Linked DNA regions of Mus musculus: region 2 is linked to region 1. A link is a contact called in public Hi-C data. All regions are on one chromosome and are shown on one strand. The core of a region is the stretch at or near the end of the contact, and the rest is flanking DNA. Distances in the headings are between cores, read along the strand shown.

Region 1 (5,196 bases), core at 1,990-4,489:
TATTTTTATTACCTCTGATTTAAATCTCAGGGTATACTTTTTTCAGAAGATCTGTGGTCGTGAAGAGCCATTTATATTATAAACACTAACATTTATTTTATGGTTTAACTTTGTATAAAAGAATATAAAACCCATTCATGAAAGTGTGTATATTCGTATTTTTTGGTGAGGAAAGAGATGTCAAGCAATTATTTAATATTATTCTAGGGAAGTTGTCTGGCCTAGGGGTTTAAAAAAGTGTTCTTATGTATGTAAAAGTACAAACTAAGATCATTCTGTCTTCTTTATGGTAAATAGCTGCAGGGAATTTGTCTGCATTACATTTGACAAATGTTTGCCTTCTTGCTTTGACATACACGTAGAATTGTCCTAGAGATGGTTAGCAATAAAAAGAAGATTTAAATCACACTTTGGGTTCTAGAAAGAATAGTCTTTAAAAGGCCCCAAATTGATGGTGGTGGTGGTGGTGGTGGTGGTGGTGGTGGTGGTGGTGGTGTTTAAAAGTACTGTTCAGCACCTGGGCAAGACAGACAATAAAATTTTGCCAATAAATTTAGCTCCAAATAATTCAGTGAATAAGTCAAGGAGAAAGAAGCTCACTTGCTAACTCCTTCATGTAGTCACTTCTTGAGGCTGGCTGCTGCCAGGCTTATCTATGGTCCAGTGGTCAGCAGGAGAACACCATGGTGTTCTCTTAGGATTCCTGCTCCTGCTTGTCATGTGAACATCATATTCTGTTCAGGGATGGAGAAGATTTAATCAAGAAGTCCAAATAATGGCAGTGACAGTTCAGTTCTGTAAAGGACGTTCATGCTCTGCCTTACAATCTTATTCTGCTCCCACATTGGTCAAAAGAGCATCTGCCTCGAACTCCATTAGTGCCTAGTCCAGAGGATTTATAAGGATAATGAAGTTGATTACTAACTTATTGTTCTGTGCACATTTGGTATTCCTATAGGTTTATATTTTCAAGCGTGGCTTGATGTAAAATCTAATATGCAGAATCATCTCTGGGCAGCTGCTTGCAGGACAAGGCATGTTAATTTAAACAGACCATTTAACCTTCTTTCTTCTGTTAATAATAATAATTAGTAATAATAGTAATAACCTCCTTCCTCTGTATTTCCTAAAGGTCTTCCTCACATATGATATTGTAGGTTTGCATACAGAGTATGCATGTCTTCTCATATAATCTCATTATTTTGGCAGTGCTTGGGATTTAACTCTTGACTTTGGCCATGCTGCGGAAGCCCTCTGCCATTAAGCTTCATTCCCAGACTTGGTTTTCATGACTATGTATCTTAAGTTGGTCTTGAACTCCAAGTTCTTCCTTCCTGTGTTCCTTGTGTATTCTTAAAACCACCTCTAAGCCATTTACCATGTCTAGTACCATGTATACACTGTGAAAATAGTTATTATACTGTATTGTATAGGGAATATTGACAAGGAGGAAAGTATACTGTTGTATAGATGTAAATTCCAGTCTGCATTTGTTTATGTCTGTGCATTGATAACTCACAAATACGGAAGTGACTATATACATAATCTAAGAAAGCCCACCATATGGATAAGGTTTGAGGACCTTGTATTACCCGTGTTTTCCTCTCCAGTGAACTTTGGTTTCTGATAAAGTTGCAATTATTTTCATTCAATTTAACCCTGATCTTCCCTTTTTTCCTTGAATGACCTCTTTACATGCACCGTGCTAGCTCTAGTTAATGGACTGCTGTTATCCTTCTCTGGGGCTGGTTTCCACTGTTCTAACTGAAGAAGGCTAGCAGTGACTACTAATTCATACAATGTCTTCATGGTGTCTTCTTCCCCATGATAATTATCTATTGCCACTACTGGAGGTATGTAAACAAAGTTATATATGCATTCAAGGTTTCATATACATGCCTTTATGAGAATGGATGAGTGAGAATTCTAAATGATTAGAATAAAAATTAAGGAATGTGAAACTTAGATATTATTGATAATTTCTATTTTAAGTATATTTGGTACTTTATGGTGTCAAAGCTCCAATTCAGAGCCCTGTACATTCCAGGCAAATATTCTGTCAACATGGTACATCCTCAGCCTCTGGTTGTCTTGTAAGTAGACCAGTACTATATTACTATGATAGTAACTGGTATTTATTATTGTAAATCACACTTTAAAGTAGCAAAGGTCATGTCAAAAATCATCTCAGAGATTTAGAGATTAGTGAAGAAAATCATTCAACGAGCATTTTACTCTTCCATGTAAGGTATAGCTAGCATAACACCTATCTCTATGCTTTAGAGAGCATTGCGATTCAAAATAAGCACAGAGACCTGCAGACAAAGCACAGTGGTAGAGCACATACCTGCATGTGTAAATGCCTAGATTCTCTCTCAACCCTGAAAGAAATTAAAAACCCAAGCAGCATGGTATGCCAATTCAAGTGACATAAATTTGAATTTAATCAACTATATCTCAAGTGAGGTTCTCATATTAAATACTCTTGTTTTAAATAATAACAGCAGCATTGTAACAATCACAGTGACTGCAAGTAGTGCTTATAAGACATAAATCATGAATGTCACCTTTAAAAGACTGTACTTTTTTTAGCTAAAATATAATTGTATCACTTTCTCCCTTCCCTTTCTTCCTTTCAGCCCCTCCCATATATCCTCCCTCTAGCCCTCCCACGCACCTCCCCTCAAATCGTTGACCTTTTTTATTATTATTATTGTTACATGCATATATATTTGTGTCTATATACATGTATGTGTACATGTGCGCATGCATAATAAACCTTCTGAGTCCATTCTTGTTATCTGTGTATATATAGTGTCAGGACTGACCGCTCTGTATTAGACAACCAATAAGGAGGCTCATTTCTGGGAATGGCTATTTATCCCTCTCCCAGAAGCCACTGCAGAAATTAGTTGCCTATAGAAATTCTTGTCTAGGTAACATTACCTCCTTTCTACATTAGCATGTCTTTGGATAATGCCATTGTTATAGTCTTATTTATATAGCCATTTGTAGTATTGACAATTTCAAAGCATACTTTTGGGGATTCTGGTCCTTACAACCTTTCTACCCTCTCTTCTGTGAGGTTCTCTGAGCCTTAGATGCAGGAGCTGTGATGCACAGGGGGGGGGGGAACCCCAGAAACTCCCTTAATGGCAAATACATTTGTATCTGTCTTCACAGCATAGCCTTTGCCCAAGGTCTAAGGTGACCCTTATCTCTCTAGACTACAGTGTATCACAAGGACATTTGGTCTGGGCTACAGAGAAACCAAGACAGAAGCTGGCAGGAACCTAAAAGTCTGGACTCAGGATTGTTATATATTTTAATGATCACAACACTTAGTTTCAAGAGTAGAAATAAACTGGCTTCTCTATGGGCAGCGTCTCAAGGATGGCTGCCATCTTACCCTCTATACTTCCCGATCTTCCCCACCCCCCAATGTTCTTGCCCACTTGGTTCTTGCTCATGAACAAGCCTGTGCCAGGCCTGGTCTTACCTGGCTGACTTTCTTGTCATTCAGATCTCAAATGGAATTTCATAGAGGGCACCCCCTTGCCATCTGTGAAAGTTTTCTCTGGTCATCCAGCCCAGTGCCCTAATTTGTTCCTATAACAATGTCACCATCACTCTCAGTTCATCTCTCTGGTTGTACTTTGGGGTATTTTTTTCTCCTTTCATTTAGAAAATGACCACAGGAGAAGAGAGACCCTGTCTGTCCAGCTCACGCTTATCCTCGGCACTTGGTAAGAGCCCTGCCTGCTGCAAAACGCAGTCCTTCCTAAACACTAGTCAAGTGAAAATACAAAGTAGCAAATCAGGATTCAAAACTAAATCCCACTGACTCCAGAGCTAAAACCAAATGTCCTTGTAATACATTGTAGTCTAGAGAGATACTGGCAACCTTGATCCTAGGGCAAAGGCGTGCTATGAAGAAGACAGTTAGCTGCAAAGGCATTTGCCATTACAAAAGTTTCAGCCTGGAGAATGTTCCTCCAGCAGAGCCCCCTTTTCTTTGTCTGTTTTCATTACAGCCATTGTTGTTTTGACTCTTAGAGATGAAAGATCACCATGGAATGCTCGTGTCTCAAGGCCACTTGCAGCCCAGGTCTTGTCTCTGGTACGGCCCCTGTAAGACCAGTTTGCCAAGGGGCCACCCCAGTGAGCCAGTGAGTGAGTTCCCCTGTCCAACCTGGAACAGAGCCATGGCCATGTTTGTACTGAGACTTCAGGGAAGCGTGTTTTATAAATGCTTGTTTCCTCTGAGTCACTGCTCAGACTTGTCCTTTCGCTGCAAACATTCCATTTTGTTTTATAACTGTCGAAAGAGGGGTGGAAGCCAAGGCTAACTGGACCAGTTTTGAAAGGAAAGGGGAAGTGAAAAAATTTAAATAGATTTTTCTATATTAGTGAGAGCCACGGAGGAACTCTTATCTGGACTTCAAATATATACACAGTTTCATCTTTATTTATTTTCTTACTGCAATAAGAAAAGAAAAAGTTCACAGGGTGGTTTTTTTCCCATCAAGTTTCCATGAAAATTCTGGAAGGTGGCAAGAGTTCTATAAAAACACATCAAGAACAATTAAGCCACATAAAACCAGTCTTAAAGGCCCCCATTATAAATGCCTCTGACTAAATATGAAGGAATTTTGCTTCTGATTTCCAGGCATTGTTGATCCTGAGATCTTTTCTCATTACTGAAAGTTTTCTGTAAATTTATATATTCCAGATCAAAGGTGTCAGGTCTTCCTTTGTGCCTTTTAAAATCATGTCCTTGTGTCCAATTCCCCATCTATGCCATTTGGTACATTATATTATACTTGTACGTGAGTAACTTCAATTTGTCAGGAGACTCAGATATGACTACACCCTAGACATAAACTATGATTTCTTCCCCATTAACTATTTGCTCTGTATAAAACTATCATCGTGTTCATCAAACCTTGAAGAATCATCTTTCAGACACAGGGGTCCAATGCTTAGCATCATGAGCATAAGATATAAGCCAATCTGCAACAACAATACAGTTCAGAAAATAGCTATGCTATCTGAGTCCTGGGTTATTCATCACTCTAAGAAAATTCTTAGTTCTGTGTTTGTCATAGAGGTCTAGTTCTGTGTCTTAAGAGTTTTCCCGGAAGGCTGCATGATAGCTACATCACTAGAGGCATTAGAACAGTGAGACTTAGTACT
Region 2 (5,196 bases), core at 1,051-3,550, 38 kb after region 1:
GGGAAGAGATAAACCTAGGAAGACTTCTCTCGGTTTCTGACAGTCCTGAAGATTTCCAGGACGATTCACCAGGTACCTTTTATGCCCCAGATACTAGACATTTCGGAGTAAAGTAAAAGAGGGTAGAGACGTAGCCTGGAAAATTCCCAGACACGAAGGACAAGTCCAAAGTCCTAGTGGGCTTCTGAAAGTATGACGATTTCAAGGTGACAGAGAACAGGGTGAGAAGCAAAGACACATAAGAGTCAGCAAGAAAGTGAAGTGAGGGTGGGGTGTGGGGGGGGGTCTGTCTTTCATTCTGTACTATGACATTTTTGGTTTATTCCACAGCAAGGAACCAAATAATGGTTTAGCAGGGCAGTGTTGTGATCAGACAGACATGTGTCTCTACTGTCGGCTGTTCAAACCCAAATTTCCTGAGTAGCCTTGCCTCGAAACTTAACGTGGAGAGAGCAATTTTCTGTGCTGTTCCAAGCTATTTCATCTTGGGAATAAAAAGACAAAATGAACAGTGAAAGTTTTCCACATTTGCTGGGGGAAAAGGGGGTACCTTGATTTGGGAAACTGGCTATTTCATCACAGAGATACTTCATAGTCCATGGGGCTCTTTGAATGACAGCCAGCTCTGTCTTGACTCTTCTGCATCTTTCTTATATCATTTGTGTGTCTTCTCAGTTCATTTAACTAACAAACATTTATTATGTTAGACACTGCCTTAGTATCTATCAGGTGGCAACAAAGAACAAGAATGTCTGGATGGCTGTGACTCTTTGGGCTAAGTGAACTATTTGGAGATAAAAGAATTGAAACAAACAAACAAACAAACAAACAAACAAAAATGAGGCAGATTAAGAAAAGCCAGGGTGTCCATTCACCAAAGAATTAAGAGATTAAGGCACCTGGGGGTGGTTCCAAGTGAATGAACAGAACTGCAAAGCCCTCTTTAAGCACAACCTATAAATTAGTGGGTGAAAGCCCTTCTCTGCACGAGGACCACAGCTGTAGCACCCCTGATTCACAGATGTATATACATATATATGAGATTTATTAAGCTTCCTTTTAACAATGTAGTGTGATGTGACTAAAATTAGCCTTATATTTCCACAACAAACAATCTTAGGTTTGGATGATTGTGTAGGTGTGTCTTTGTGGGTGTGTGTTGGACAGCATCCCCTAGCTTGGAACACTGCCCACCTGAGTTCTGTTCCTTATAACCTGCCCCAATAGCCGCCCAAACTGCAAGAAACCTCTTTTTCTTTTTTTCTTTTCTTTCCTTTCCTTTTCTCCCCCTTTCTTTTCTTTTCTTTTCTTTTTTCCTTGTCACAAAAATAAGCAGAATCCGTAACCATCTCGCAATCACGGAGTGATATCCTTAGTGATTTTTTTTTCACACTAGTTCTGATTCCAAGGGAAGAATGCCACCTACTGTATCATTTACACCAGCAGCCAGCCCTGCAAAGTGCGAACACTACTTAACCCTGGTCTGTTCCAACTGCCCTTTGATTATTATTTAGTCCAAAAAAGAGGGAGGGGTCACTATTTGGACTTACAGGAAGTTAGGTTCTGAGCTCGCGATATCAGATCAACGCTTCCACATATTGTTGCCTTCTCATAGATACTATGCCAAGTTTCAACCTCCTTTCTGCCTGCATTTTCCTCTTAATTGCGCTTTCTCCTTCAGAATGCAGGGTCCCTGCAGCTTGCTGCCTGCGAAGCTGGTGGTGCAGACATGCAAGGTTGCTTGTCCATGCTTGCTCCCTGTGACTGCAAAGCAACAGCTCTGGGTTACCCTGACAGGCTTAGCTAGCAAGCGTTCGATATTGCCCCCGAAGTCCGGCGATGCCACCAGGGCTTCCAAATTTGTCTAACTCCTTCTTCAGCGGAGCGGGGACCGGGTTGGGGGTGGGGGTGGGGTCCCTTCCGCAGTCCGCGAAAGCGAGGCTAGGCTGGCGGCCCCTGCACCACCTTCGAGCGAGCCGCGCTCGCTGAGGCTCCCGCGCTGCAGCTGCGCGGGAAGGGACGCTGGCGGGAGCGAGCGGACAGGCGCGCGGAGCTGCACCGGAGGCAGTGGTGCGTGGTGCACGGCGCGTGGCGCGCGGCAGCGAAAGCTTCGTACCCGCGGAGGCACCTCGCAAGGTTAGTGGCTTCGGTAGCGCCAAGCGCTGAGAGCTCGCTCCCGGCAGTGTGCACGGGCGGCGCGGGGAGGGCGGAGGAGGCGGGGCGGACGCGGAGAGGCGGGGCGGGCCGGGGCGGGGCTACGTGGACGGGCGGCCGCCCGGAGCGCTTGCTGCAGCCTGAGCAGAGTGCGGCGAGCGCGACGAGCGCGGCGCGGGCGGCGGTCCATGGCCCCGACGGGAGGCGCGCCGCCCGCACCCGCAGCTCGGCGTCCGGCCTGAGCGGACCGCGCCGCGCAGCCACCCGGTCCTCGGCTTGGGCTTAGCTTGCAGATCTTCTTCATGGAAGCGATGTCTCCGCAGCAGGATGCTCTAGGGGCGCAGCCGGGGCGCTCCTCCTCGCTGACAGGCATGTCTCGCATCGCGGGAGGCCCTGGCACCAAGAAGGTGAGGACGCCCGAGCGGGAGGGCCCCTCCATGGGCTCGCGCCTTCCACGGGTGCCTGGTGCTGAGAGGGGTTAACGGTCCCCGCGTGGGGTGGGAGGGTCACCTCCCGGGATCCCCGCTGTCTTCTCTGGTGGAAACGGTCTCGGAGAAGCCCGTTGCCTCTCCATCTCTGACCCGGGGAGTGCCTCCCTGCGAGCCTCCCGAGGTAGTCTTAACCCGACAGCCTGAGGAAGGTAGGCGGCCCCGGAGGGGAGGGATGATGCGCCCACCCAAGGCCTCCAGGGGATGTCGGAGATGGGTGCCGTGGGCTACACTGTGGGATCCGGAGGTTTGACTCGGCCTAGATCTAGGCTGGCTGGCGGTGGGCGGGCAGTTTCCGGAGGTCCCAGCGGGGCATGGGGGGCTTGGCTCAGAACCACCCCCTGAGAAGGGACGTTTGCATTTGCCTGTGGGGGCGGCGCCCTTGTTCCCTGACACCCGAAGGACTGATCCGGGTAACTACTTGTAGCTTTTGCTGGTGATTGACTGGTCCACGGTGCAGCGGGAGGATTTCGATAGAGGTCAGGAGTCTGCAATAGGTCCCGGAGCAAGTGCACGTGGGCCGCGAGCTTCTGAGCTCCTGGGAATTGATTTGGGTGCTGTAGCCATGGGTGCCCCCTTCCCTTCCTCCAGCACTAAACCTTCAGATATTTGGCCATATTTGTTCCTTACAGTGGTGTCGCCTTCTCCAGCTTCTGTGGAAACAAGTTGGGATGAGAGCTCATTCTAGTTCTTCCCTAACAAATAATGTGAAAACGTTGCATTACTATAATTAGAGACTCACAGGGATACACTGGCTCCCTGCATGTCCGGATTTTATGGCTTTTCATTAATCTTCCCACTAGAATGGTGGCTTGGCTGGAGGTGAAAGAAGAGAGGTGATAGCTGTATAGAAATGTATGTGAGCTCCCAAGGACCTTGGGCCTGTCACAGAGCCCTCTATGGGTGTCTGTGAACTTGATGGATGGGCAGTAGTGGCGGCTCAGCCTTTGATGTATGGAGGCTGATGTTTGCCCTTGTGGGTTTTTTCACCCTTCAGAGACAGTGTGTGTGAGTGTGTGTGCGCGCGCGCGCGTGCGTGTGTGTGTGTGTGCGCGCGCGCGCGCGCGCTGTATGTGGTGTGTGTGTGTGTGTGTGTGTGTGTGTGTGTGTGTGTGTGTGTTCCAGTTTTTCCAAATAAAACGTGAAATTGTCAGGATGTCATTCTTAATTTAGGATGGTAGAGGAACATTAGGCAATTGGCAGAGATTTAAAGCGTTTTGGTTTTGTAAACCTAAGGAATTGGAGAGAATCAAGCATTTGTTTTCCTAAAGACTGTGGCCCCGCCCCGCGACTGATTATGCTAGCAAGGGGCGGAGGGGAGGGGAGGGGAGGGGAGGGAGCCTTAAAGAGTAGCTTTATCATTTTCAAGCCGCACTTGTCCCATAAAGGAAGGGAGGCTGTGTCCTTTTTCCTATGCTCTGTTCTCTGGGCACAGCCACTATCTCTAGGATGGTGTCCTTCGTTATAAAACATAAAGAGCTAGTACATTTCCACATCCATCTCTACTCCCCCAAGATTTTTGAGAAAATTGAATGGATGATGGCACATAGGCGCGATTGTGTTAGCCCTTCGTGTGCATTTTCCCCGTGATTGTAATTCACAACACTCGTGTTCTGGGTTACTCAGGCCTGTCATCTAGGATGGGGTTTCAACACCTTTCTTCAGTCAGCAATAGCCAACCCACCACAACAGCTGCCACCCTTCCAAAGTGTCCCGAACTTCTCCACTCCACCCTGCACAGCTTCCAGTGCAGTCCGAGCTGCCCAGTACCCATCTCTAACCTGTGCCTTTGCAGAAACTCCCACGACACCCTCGTGTCTTTCTGTGACCCGTTCTGCATTTAGCAGTGCCAGAATGGGTGGGTTTTTTTTCCATTTGAATTGATGGTGACATTCATTTTGCTTACAATTCTGAAGGCGATTCATTTTGCAGGCCTAGTAAAACGCAGACACTTCTCCTTGGTCCCTTCTACTTCTCCCATTCCTTCACCCTCCCCACTTTTGTATGTTCTTCAGCCTCCTGGGCCTTCACTTTCATACACTAAGTCAAATTCATTCCTATTTTAGGCATTGGTGTTATTCCCTTTATGTCTGCCCAAGGAATTGTTGGTTGGTTTTTCTGTTTTTCATGTTGTGCAAACCTTGGGTCTTCTAGAGGTCTCTCTCCCTCTCCCTCTCCCTCTCCCTCTCCCTCTCCCTCTCCCTCTCCCTCTCCCTCTCCCTCCCCCTTCTCCCCCCCCCTTCCTTTGTAAATGAAAGCCACCTCCTGTCACATTCTGGGCCTTCCACTCTATTGGTTGTCTTAGCATTCATTGTACTTGGCATTTTCTCCTCTGCTTATTTCTTTCCCATTACCTGCCTCCCTCCCAACTGTGTCCTCAAGACTAGAGTGGGTCCTGCTAGATAGCAGTTGTTTCGTAAGCATTCCTTGGGTCATGGCAAGCAAGGAACAGGAGCAGTGTGGCCCCTGTCCTTAGAATTTGCCTTTAAGAGAAGGATCAGCAAGCCTTAAAGAAACAGTAAATACTTGAGGTTTGCCAGCCTTATGGTCTCTG

What was found. Hi-C and Micro-C count contacts between places; a contact is called where the count stands out from the background.
Region 2: a Hi-C map of Sertoli cells shows a contact between it and region 1, with 2.4 times the contacts expected there. The contact joins the promoter of Arhgap20 here to the enhancer-like site in region 1. A contact is called at or near these places in 2 of 484 Hi-C or Micro-C datasets (Sertoli cells and nephron progenitors), 2 of 115 datasets of contacts at active chromatin or transcription factors (the SCID.adh cell line and embryonic fibroblasts) and 2 of 9 other capture datasets (adipose tissue and liver).

The regions. Positions count from the first base shown.
Region 1 is chr9:51,723,907-51,729,102 of GRCm38.p6, forward strand. No RefSeq gene overlaps it. Among named protein-coding and RNA genes, the nearest start is that of Arhgap20, 39 kb to the right of the region's middle. Within about 2 kb of position 3,240, at least 31 of the 459 cell types and tissues checked have an H3K27ac peak or open chromatin away from gene starts, as enhancers often do. A contact at or near this core is called in Sertoli cells and embryonic fibroblasts, where this site is marked.
Region 2 is chr9:51,763,051-51,768,246 of GRCm38.p6, forward strand. Arhgap20 (Rho GTPase activating protein 20) reads left to right here and starts at 2,301. Exons shown (of 15, transcript NM_175535.4): 1 at 2,301-2,561. The coding sequence starts at 2,457. Gm40520 (a long non-coding RNA gene) reads right to left here and starts at 2,378. Exons shown (of 3, transcript XR_870739.3): 1 at 1,551-2,378.